Linked DNA regions of Hordeum vulgare: regions 1 and 2 are each linked to region 3. The links are chromatin contacts, called in public Hi-C maps. All regions are on one chromosome and are shown on one strand. The core of a region is the stretch at or near the end of the contact, and the rest is flanking DNA. Distances in the headings are between cores, read along the strand shown.

Region 1 (3,508 bases), core at 553-3,052, 680 kb after region 3:
GTATGAATCAGTACATGCTTGACTCATAGTCCAGTCTGGATGGTCAAGCAGATTACGGAACAGTTCAACAAGGAAGTCCATGGCCCTGAAGGCAAAAGCTATGAGTAAACACAAGTACACCAATGGGATGTCAATTAAGCTGCAGTAGAAGAGGCAAATTACGCAAGAGAAATTGAAGAACCTCGTGAGCCATAGAAGTCCATTGGTGCAGCTTGATGAACCTTTTGCGGTCTTCTTTTCAACTTCTTCTTGGACCATGGTGTACAAGTGCTCATATTTTGCTGGGTCTGAAGAGTACTTGTTCTCCAACCTCTGACAGGAGAGAATGAGGACAGTCATCAGGAAAAGAAATAGCAATCTGAGGCAGATATGCTTTATTACATAAACATGACAACATCAATACTTACTAACATGAAATGTAAATTCTTATTCATAGGTTTTTGAAGATAGGATCCTTACCGTGATATTTCCTCCAATATCACTCTTCACAATTGCCATAGCAGCACCAAATTTATCTGGTGTTCAAAAGCAGAGAAGAACAAATGGAAAATAAGACACACTGAAGGAATTTCTTGTTTCAGAAATACCACTAAGACTCAACCAAAACAAAAGGTTAGCCACACTTGCCAGGCTAGAAGATATTTGATGTAGGCCTGTGCAGTTTGGGCCAACACAAAAGTTTTCAATTAGGGACTTGCTTCGACTTACAAAAGCACAGCACAGACTGGTACAAGAAAACTTTAAGATTTACCAGCACACAACAAAAACTTTGAGAATACAAAAGACGGCTTTACTGGACCACAACAAACCTAACTTGTTCTCTCACAGGTCACAAATAAATTCTGCTCAAGTAACAGATGTATCAAATAGTATTTGGAGGACTATCAAACAATTTGGAGCAACCCAGCACAAACAAAACACGACTTTTGCAAAAAAGGTTGAAATAGTTTGAAAGCTAAATTAGCAAAAAGGTTGACACTAGTTTGAAAGCCCTATTTGTTACGTACTACTTAGTTAGAACTACAAAATCTCAAGGGCAGCAAAAAAAATTGTCCACTGACGATGGTAGTGCCGAGCAACTTGTTTCGGCAATGTTATATGTGTATTAATTTTAGTACTCCAACCTACTACTGAACTAAACACGGCAAGTAATCAGAAATTCAGTAAAGCACCTCACCTACTGAGCCCAGCCTCGTGCTGTTTACTACTCCAAGAACGCATGACAAAGAGGTGGATTGATCATGGGAAATAGGAGCAGAGGGAGTTACCCAAGACAGGTAAGATTTGCTTGCAGACATCAAGGAAGGGCTTGGACAGCATGACCCCGCTGTCCGACCTGACATGGTTCATCCCTTCCAAACACGGGCTGAATACCGTCTCTGCCATCTCCCCCTACCTGCAAGAACCAACAAAATGCATCAACCCACCACGCTCAGAACCGCTGATCCGGCAATAATCTTACAACTACTAGGATGGGATCAAAACCGCATGGGCTGCCATCCCAAGTCAACAAATGCAAAGAGAAGAAACCGTCGCTGATCTAACCTTACGGGAAAGAAAGAAACAGATCCGAAACTCACAGCGCAGCTAGTAAACTCACCGCTCCACGATCTCGCAAACTGCGGTGCTTTTGGCCTTCTCTCGTGCGAACTTGGGCGAGGGAACTGCAGGAGAGAGGCCCTGCCGGTCGGCGGAGGGAGGAATCTAGCAGGGGAGGAAGTGCGATGTGGGGGAGGAAGAAGATGCCGAGTGGAGGCCACGACCCCGCACTGATCTCTTTTTACTACCGCGGAATCTCTGTGACCCGGCCGCGTGTGCGAGGCGACTGCTGCTTCGTGTGCGAGGCCTAATTTGGGCTCTTTGCACATACGCCCAATAAAGTAGTTTTTTTAGGCAAGCCCAATAATAAAAGTAGTGAGTGAGTTAGAGACGACGACTCTACCAGGGCCCATTATTCATTCCAAGGCCCAGAAACCCGGGAAACCCCCCACAAACCCCTCTGACCTGCATCGGACGGCCAGCAGAGCTCGCGTCACGATCCACGGGCTCACCGGGGCTTGCACGCTGCCTTTATAATTGGCTCTCGCCGCCGAACCCTAGCTCCTCTTGCCTTTCTGCCCGCCCACCCGCCTATCGTCGCCGTCTCGCTCCTCGCCGCCGCAAAGATGGTACGTGGGTCGGCCGCCTTTGATCTGTGCGGCTCCAGTAAGGTTTTTCGGCGACGCGTGTTTTGATGGTGCTCGGTGCTTGTGCTTTGCGTGCAGCCGTTCAAGAGGTTCGTCGAGATCGGGCGGGTGGCCCTGGTGAACTACGGCAAGGACTACGGCCGCCTCGTCGTCATCGTCGACGTCGTCGACCAGAACCGGGTGAGTGCCTGATTACGCTGGTTGCAGCTTCGACGTGCTGTGGTGGGGTAGTAGATCTAGAGTTCTATATAGCATGCTCTGTTTGGTGGTAGGAAATCTTTTGGTATGGTTTGTTCTGCGGTAGAAATGTAGGGATCTATTTGGTTTTATTAGTGTAGCTTCTAATGAACACCAAATGGATTGGCACATCCTAGAAATTGTTCTGTTAGTTTATTATTAGCTGTAACCTCTGCGCTTTTGTGCAAATGGTCGGTCGCAGTTCCATTACCGAGGTGATGTATAGAGCAATACCTGGGGTTAGCTGACAATGCTGTTTACCGTGATAGTTGTTGTATCTTGCATAGCTTTCAATATCAATCGTCTTATTTCTGTTTACCTATAAAAATATACTTCATATGCTTGTTAATAGTTATCATATGATCTTGCATCAAGTCTGTAGCAGTCTGCTCTTCTCTGTGTTTTCTAATTCTGGTTAGTTATGTTGTGGTCCTATGAATACTGAGTCTCATTACTTTGTTACATTCCTTGAATCAGGCACTCGTCGACGCTCCTGATATGATCAGGTGCCAGATGAACTTCAAGCGTCTTTCACTGACTGACATCAAGATTGACATCAAGCGTATCCCCAAAAAGGCAACTTTGATCAAGGCCATGGAGGAAGCTGGTAATTACCAATCTTGTGATACTCGCATCTGCAATGTTACGATATTTCTTCAGTTGATGCTTATTTGAATTCATGGTGCCATTTTGTAGATGTGAAAACCAAATGGGAGAACAGCTCCTGGGGCAAGAAGCTTATTGTTCAGAAGAGAAGAGCATCGCTGAATGACTTTGACAGGTTCAAGGTCATGTTGGCTAAGATTAAGGTGAGGAAATCCTACCATATGGTTTTTTAGTGAAGTGCATGCCTTTTTCACCTGCTTACTTACACCGTCATTGTGCATATGAACAGAGGGGTGGTGCTATCAGGCAAGAGCTTGCCAAGCTCAAGAAGGAGGTTGCTGCTTAGAATACCTTAGTGGATGTTGCATGTTGAGTTTTTTGTTCCAAGTTGGATCTGCTCTATGTTCCAGTGTTCTTAAAGCCAGAGTTAGTACAACTGTTTTCAGGAAACTATTTCATATCTTTTCATGGCTGTTATT
Region 2 (3,559 bases), core at 748-3,247, 570 kb after region 3:
GTCGAGGAAGCATCTAAATGTTGTGGGACTATTCAGTTCATGTATGTTGGATGCTATATATTCATTGATTCAACAATACCATACACAATTGATTACAAAATTAAAATGAGGGGAAACGCACAAGATTCTCCTACTTTGATATCTCTATTTCTGAAACCTCAGTTGGCAGGTTATGGAAGAGAGTTGCCATGCGACCATGCCCCAGTTGCCCCTTCTGCTAGAAATAACAGTGTTAAGTACGAAACATGACAGAAATTAAGCATCGACTCGTACTTATACCTTCTTTTGACCCCATGAGAAGCAACCGCAGTCAGAACTCTAAGCAACACAATGGAAGCTGCTGGCAAAATGCAGGAATCCAGTACAAAAAACGATATGACCACAACTCTATTTTACTACTAACACATCCAACAAACGCTATGACCATACAATAATCCAGGCATTTCCACACACAAACTGGGTGACTTCCCATGCCTTCTTATAATAATTAGTCAAAGAAACACAGTGAAGTTAAGTAAGGAACTCATCTCCACGCGGAGGAGGAAAGTAAGGAACTCACCGCAGTCGAAGGGGACGAAGCGGATGTCCACGCCCACGAGAGGGTGCAAACGCATCAGGGACACCAGGCTGCAGGCGCTTGCAGGTCTAGGAGTCCAATGTTGCAGCTCTAGGAGTCCGACGCTGCAGGTACTTGCGCGATGAAAAAAAAAACCATCCCTCGCCGTAGAATATAGCTGGCACCCGACGACTGATTAGACACGACGCAAACAAAAATCCTTGGCTCCGCCGGGAAAAATGACATCGACCTGGAAGCTAAAGCTGACGCCCATGCTGGACAAGGCCTAAATTGATTTAGCTCCCATGTCAGAGCAATGGCTTCATCATTCCATCACTGAAAATAAATATGGTGATCATCTATCAAAGAGGAAAGGTGAAACTACATATCGTGAGAGAAGAGAAAAAGCTAAACTTCTCGTAAATAATTAACACCCTATATTACGTCAAGACAGAGCTAGTAGTGCCTCGATTCTTTGTTCAGTTTCCATCTTGATTCTTGATATCTAGCTAATACTCTGATTATCAAATTTGATATTTTTGTTTCCTTGATTTGTTGGTGCCCTCCCGGATTCCTCACAATGTCCATCTCAGTGATCTTTGACTGCCGAGATGTGACATAGGATGCCGATATACAACGAACGATTTGCAGTTGCCTTTTGTCTCGACCTTTCCTGCAAAATAAAAACACCCATGCAAGAAAACCAAATCAACCAGAAGCATGAGCGGGATGGATTTCATCATACTACCGCCAGGTTGAAGGAGATCGTGCCGTCACTGAGCTGTCGCCCCTCAGTCGATAAGGTTATGTCAGCGGAAGTGAAAGTCGCCGCTTCCCAGATGTATTGCGATGAGATCCACGTCGCCGTGACGCGCCGACGCGTCTCACCCTTGCCGCCGTGATCGACTGCTGCGCGGCCTCGCTGCCCTTGCCGATGACGCCGTTTCCAGGCTCTTCTAAAACCGCATGCGCAAGGCCGTCTTTGAGGAGATCGGATCGGGAGTGAGCGGACGGAGACGAGATCGGGAGAGAGGACAGAGACGAGATCAGGATCTAGGGATGGGTTCTTTTCGTGTTTAGCAGAACGTGGGTGCGCGATGGGTTGGTTTTCAGATTTTTTTTATCGTGCGACCCTGAGATTTTTTCTGTCGATGGTTGTCAATGTACTAAGGGTTTTTTATTGAACTAATCGGTTGGTTTATCGCTTGGTTTATGGATGGATTAAAAAAATCGGTGGAACAGTGAAAAGGCTAGCGGTAGGAGGACGCTGAAGGTGGGGGGACGAGCTAACGAGAGGTCGAACCATCCCTCTGGTTGAACCATCACGACGTTCGATCTCCCTTTAATAGTAAAGATTTAATAGTAGAGATTATGCCACCGGTAACCCTTCGAGAGCGTTCAACCTAACAGAAAAGAAACGCCTCGATCCCTGAAGAAAAACCGCTTCGAGAGCGTTCTTATTCCTCCCCCATGAGTCCATGACTAGTGTCTAGTAACTTCGGCCTCCCCTACTTCCGGTTCCACAAAGCAATACTACACCGAGTGCCGTTCCAATCGCCGCAACCGCGTCTGAGGCGAACACCGCGTGATCCAACCTTCCAGCCCTTTGCGTTCCCGGCGGCATCTCCACCCCAGTCCCAGATCATGTCGACGCAGTCCATGTCGCCCGCCTCCGCGTCCCCGCAGTTCCCGTACCCTGCTACCGCGGCGGCGGCGGCGACGGCTCCGTCGTACTTCCCCGTGCCCTTCCACCTTCAGACCTCGCAGTACCCCACCTGGCCGACGGTGGCCCCCGCGCAGCCTGCCCCGGCGTACAACGCCGTCTACCCCATGCCCCAAGTCCAGCAGGTAATAACTCCCCATTCGCGTAATCTGTTCCAGAGCTTCCCCTTGTAATTTGCTCCAGGGATGGATCCTTCCTGCAATTTGTTGGCGTAGTGTGCTGAGGTGGTCGGGGAGGATCTGGACGCCGCTGTGCGGCTTCCGAGGCTTGGGGGGCGCGCTCTGTTGTTTTAGGTTCGAAAACGCATCCAAAGCTGCACTAGTATTTCGCTATTTATTGTACTTCATTGCTAGCATCCCTTCATGTTTGATTAGGGTTTAGGGCATATGGGTGATCTGATGAGTAATGTCTATGGTGACAGAGCTCAGTTTGGTAGACTATCATCGGCTTCTCGTCATAAGACATCCACTCTTCTGCCATATATTGGTTCCACGGTGAGTGACCTGACCAAAGAATGGATGGATAAGCTGAATTATCCGTCTTAGTTTTGTCCTAGGAAGACCCAGGGGAATCGTAAATGCTCAAGTGCAAGCCAATTCATGTTGCGCTGTGTTTCTTAGCTCATCACCATGAGGTTTGATGCATCCAGATAGGTTATACCCCCCTTGTAACCTGCTGACCTGAGTTCAACCTCTGTGGTGGGAGCGCTGTGGTGTCTCACATTCTCTCTTAATATAATGCCGCGTGTGCCTCCCCTGCTGGTCTAATATTTTTTTATACTCCCTCTGTAACTTAATATAAGACGTTTTCTAAACACTGTCTTTTTGACACTACGACAGTGTAAAAAAAAGGTCTTATATTAAGTCACGGAAGGAGTATGGTTTATGCAAAGACAAGGGTGCTAACTGCTAAGTGATGAGTTTATATGATATTAACATTGGAGGCTTGTTTCGTAGATAGGTTATTGAAAATGCCCTTTATATTCTTAAACTGGTAGTAAGTACCGAATCTCCTAATGAGTACTAATAAGTAGCCAATTATGATATATTATTATACAGGCACAACAATTGTTCCAAAGAGATTTGCAGATAATCAGCCCTGAGGCTCTCGCCACTGTGAAGGCTGCTATTGCGGATAATGACAAAGACAAGAAAGTTGAAGCAAACAAAAAGGCAGTTCCTCGAAAGGCAGCTGGGCAATGCTGGGAGGATCCGACGTTAGCTGAGTGGCCTGAAAGTAAGCTCTCAGTCGTATTTTATAGGGAATTTTACCAAAGGTTG
Region 3 (3,929 bases), core at 1,031-3,530:
GATACGCCGACGTTCACGTTGCCGACGACGTTGCACCGACAGGGGCCGTCGGCAGAGATCTATCCCGATGGCCTTCTGCCCTGTGCCGACGGTGTTAGGCCGTCGGCGTAGCCCGTCATTCCAGTGGTGCACAACTGGCGTACATGAGATTGTTCAATATATAGACGGAGTGGCTAGTACATACGTACCTTTCACCAGCATGCAAACGTTCTGAGTAAAAAAAAAGGTATAAACCTAGCTAATTACTTGCTGTAAGAAGAAGTAGCTAATTACAGTACTTCACTCAGCGTCATAGCCAGCCGTATTCGTTATAAAGTTCTCTCAGTTTTGTTGCACTACTGTGTGGCTAAGATCAGATACATAGGAGCACTTCTTCGGTTGACAGGTCATACTCAAAAATTAAACATTAATGCATCATATATAGTACATGTGCAACTATTTCACTAGTAAGAGTGTAGCATCATGATCAATGTTGCGCACCAGCCACCAATAGTACCATACTATTACTGGCCCCATCTGATGACAGAGAGATGCACACATTTGGAAGCAACTAAAAGGGTAGAACATATTCAAACAAAAGGGCGACTTTTCAAAGGAAATATTGGTAGCCAAATCTCCTGATCCACCCAATCATTGTACCCTGACCGCTTACAAGTGTTTTGCATGTACCATGCAGGTGGTGGGCTTTTAATTTCATCCACACATCCGCCTACTTAAATGGAAAGTTTGGGATAACCTTTTATCAGCAAGATAGCTAGATTAAATATAACTGCGGAACACCGGGATAGATGTCACTTGACATGATAGACAGAAAAAAATGCACAAAAAACATTAATACTAAAATAAATACACTTATTTTCAAGTATAACATGTTTAAGGCGCAAAAGTTCTTTGAAAACTCATCTGTTTACCAATGATGTTAATTATTATCTTACAATAAGTCATGTGTATTTTTTATATGTATAACCATACGTGAAGGTGATATTACGCTTAGTCAATGTAACTTTGAAGTAAATACAAACATTTTTCATTGAGATGTAAATTTCGAGAAGTGTCATGTATATAACCACATGAAGTTAATAATACATACAGTTTTTCTATGGTATGTATTCTAGTCCTTGCAGCAATTTTAATTCAACAGTTGACCCGTACGCGCATATAACTTGGTTTTGGTACCCTAGACATTTGAGTTATAAATAGAAATATCAGAAGAAATACATGGTTTATACTTTCAAATTTTGTATAAGAGAGAAATAATCAACCATCATTGTTTTCATATTTGTAAGAGTCATGAAACACAAAACGAGAGCAAGAGTTCATATTAAACAGATTTAGAAGTTTAGGACTAAGTATTAAATTTCTTGTAGTTCAAGACTCAAGTTAGACTGAACACAACAATCCAATGTTTAAGACAAACAGTTTTATTTTTCTGGTTTACTTTTGTGTTGAATCGTGATGTTACTCAGTTAGTATTATATGTACGCAATTGCTGCTGTACACGATATTTCAAGGTTGTTGTATCGAGAAAATGAGGTAGTTGTAGGATAATGCCGAGACAAATAGTAAAAATTGGAAAACAATCCATGTGGGACAAGGAAAGGCTCGTATGATAACAAAGTCGATATATTCTTTAACAGCAACAGCAAAGTAAAAGGGACTACAAAAAAATCTACACAATTATCTTCTGACTTATTTTCCCTCGACGAAAAGGAAGCATGTTTTCTTTTTCTTTTTTGCAAGTTGGCAGATTTTGTATCATCTATAAACTAGTTGGTCAGTACTACCTGCCACATGCGGCGGCACGACATGAATCATCTTTCTAAATGACGATGAATATGGATGCGGACACGAGTCCTAAAAAGATGAGAATTCCTTTGGTTAATAATCATGCACCGCGGTTTTATGCGGAAGCATTTCATACGTGCGTTAGGCTGGGGCGGAGTTTCATGTTTGTCGTCTCCTCACATGGACATGCAGCCGCGCGCGCGGCCATTCATGGTGTTCTGCGCGGTAGGCCCCTGGCCGTCTCCAATCGTACGGACATGACCGGGCCCCACCACTTTACGGGCCGTCCATTGGATGCTGGACGCCCTCAGATATGTTCCTGTGCGTGCGTGATGGAGCTGCGCCGAGCAGCTTGGACTCTTCCGCGGGACGATCTCAGCCGTCCGTGTCCCGGTCGACGGGTGAAGACGGCGCAAAGGACATCCCACCACTGCTGGGGAGCTATACAAATGGAAGAGGTGGTGGCGACTGGCGAGAGAGACCGGGACAGGGGGGGTTGGGGAGGTGCCCCTTGCTCGCTCGCTCGCTTTCTCCTCCTCCCCCACCATGGACATGGATGGAAAATAAAAGGATTTCACCTTTAGTCATGTCACCTCTCACCTCGCACTCAACAGTGTCTCCCTCTTCCCCCCCTCTTTCACCTAAAAGCCCTAACAGTGCTGCACCTCTGTATCTGTCCTACCGTCTCCCCCCTCTCTCTCTCTCTCTACGTCCCTGCTCCATCTCTCACTCACTTCACAGATCCCCCCCTTTTTTAGGCCAAACAATCCATCCACCGCACCCTGTACCCCACCTAAAAATAGCAGCGGCAGCATGCCAATGCAATCCCTTCAAGGCTATTCCAGCACATGAAGAAGGTTTCGTGTTCGAACAACAAGCTCTGGCCAGCTGCAGCAGGAGCAGCTTAGGTCAGATTAATGGACCTATGAGCATAGCAACGACCACTACTGCTGCTACTTGAGGACAGGAGGGGTAAGTGGCAAAGCAAGCTAATTTCTGCGTTAGCTTTTTTTTCTTCTCAGACTTACTTCTATATATCCACCTGTTCCACCCTCCCCTGCAGATTCTCGAGCCAGTTTCTTCACCTCCCGCCGACGCTCCCTCGAAAAAGGGATCAGCCGCGCCCCGCCGTGAGGAAAGGTATGTTGAGCATGTAACCACTCCGGTAAAAGAATCCGGCCGTCTCGCACATGTGTATGCACATATCTTGGGAGTATATCGGTTGGCATACATACATCCCTTTCACACACGCACACAGAGCCAAGGGAGGGAGGGAGGGAGCGGAGTGTGCACCACCAGCCTCAAATACGCACGCATTCATCAGCTACCTTCATCTTTCGTGTACTATAATGGCGGAGCTTGTTTCTCTTGGGCGTCAGGTTGATCCATGGACCTGTCGCCAAACCCCGAGAGCCCGAATGCCCCGGGCGGCGGTGGCGGCAGCGGCAGCGGAGCCGGTGGATCTAGCGGCGGTGGCGGGGCGTCCTCGTCGGCTGGGGGTGGAGGCACGCCGCAGACGCCCAGCCGGTACGAGGCGCAGAAGCGGCGGGACTGGAACACGTTCGGGCAGTACCTGCGGAACCACCGGCCGCCGCTGAGCCTTGCGCAGTGCAGCGGCGCGCACGTGCTGGAGTTTCTGCGGTACCTGGACCAGTTCGGCAAGACCAAGGTCCACACTGCGTCGTGCCCCTTCTTCGGCCACCCGAACCCGCCGGCGCCCTGCCCCTGCCCACTGCGTCAGGCGTGGGGGAGCCTCGACGCGCTCGTGGGACGCCTTCGCGCCGCTTTCGAGGAGCACGGCGGCCGCCCCGAGTCAAACCCCTTCGCCGCCCGCGCGGTCCGCCTATTCCTCCGCGAGGTCCGCGAGCACCAGGCTCGCGCGCGCGGCGTCAGCTACGAGAAGAAGAAGCGCAAGAAGCCGACGCCTGATGACGCCAGCGGTAGCGGCAGCCACCAGCCTCTACCCCCGCCGCCGCCGCCCCCCGCCGGTGCGGCCTGCTGAGGAGGAGAGGGGACATGTACTGCGCACGTGCCCATTTGGTATGCCGGACCGATGATGAGCATATTTTATGTAGGTCTCGATCGATTAATTGCTTGTGCATGCATGCATTGATGTTTTACTACCATTCTGCCGGGCTTAAGAT

The links. Hi-C and Micro-C count contacts between places; a contact is called where the count stands out from the background.
Region 1: a contact with region 3 is called in a Hi-C map of seedling, with 4 times the contacts expected there. The contact joins the promoter of LOC123402005 here to the promoter of LOC123402509 in region 3. A contact is called at or near these places in 2 of 6 Hi-C or Micro-C datasets (leaf and seedling).
Region 2: a contact with region 3 is called in a Hi-C map of seedling, with 4 times the contacts expected there. The contact joins the promoter of LOC123402198 here to the promoter of LOC123402509 in region 3. A contact is called at or near these places in 1 of 6 Hi-C or Micro-C datasets (seedling) and 1 of 1 datasets of contacts at active chromatin or transcription factors (embryo).

Annotation. Positions count from the first base shown.
Region 1 is chr6H:375,937,273-375,940,780 of MorexV3_pseudomolecules_assembly, forward strand. LOC123402005 (glycolipid transfer protein 1) reads right to left here and starts at 1,803. Exons shown (of 7, transcript XM_045095856.1): 1 at 1,601-1,803; 2 at 1,269-1,396; 3 at 460-515; 4 at 182-312; 5 at 1-85. The coding sequence starts at 1,386. LOC123402305 (60S ribosomal protein L14-1-like) reads left to right here and starts at 2,065. Exons shown (of 5, transcript XM_045096205.1): 1 at 2,065-2,168; 2 at 2,265-2,366; 3 at 2,901-3,030; 4 at 3,120-3,232; 5 at 3,319-3,508. The coding sequence starts at 2,166. The coding sequence ends at 3,375.
Region 2 is chr6H:375,832,184-375,835,742 of MorexV3_pseudomolecules_assembly, forward strand. LOC123402198 reads left to right here and starts at 1,998. Exons shown (of 9, transcript XM_045096078.1): 1 at 1,998-2,404; 2 at 2,463-2,572; 3 at 2,701-2,773; 4 at 3,338-3,515. The coding sequence starts at 2,201.
Region 3 is chr6H:375,260,034-375,263,962 of MorexV3_pseudomolecules_assembly, forward strand. LOC123402509 (protein G1-like3) reads left to right here and starts at 2,281. Exons shown (of 3, transcript XM_045096431.1): 1 at 2,281-2,757; 2 at 2,849-2,925; 3 at 3,165-3,929. The coding sequence starts at 3,173. The coding sequence ends at 3,787.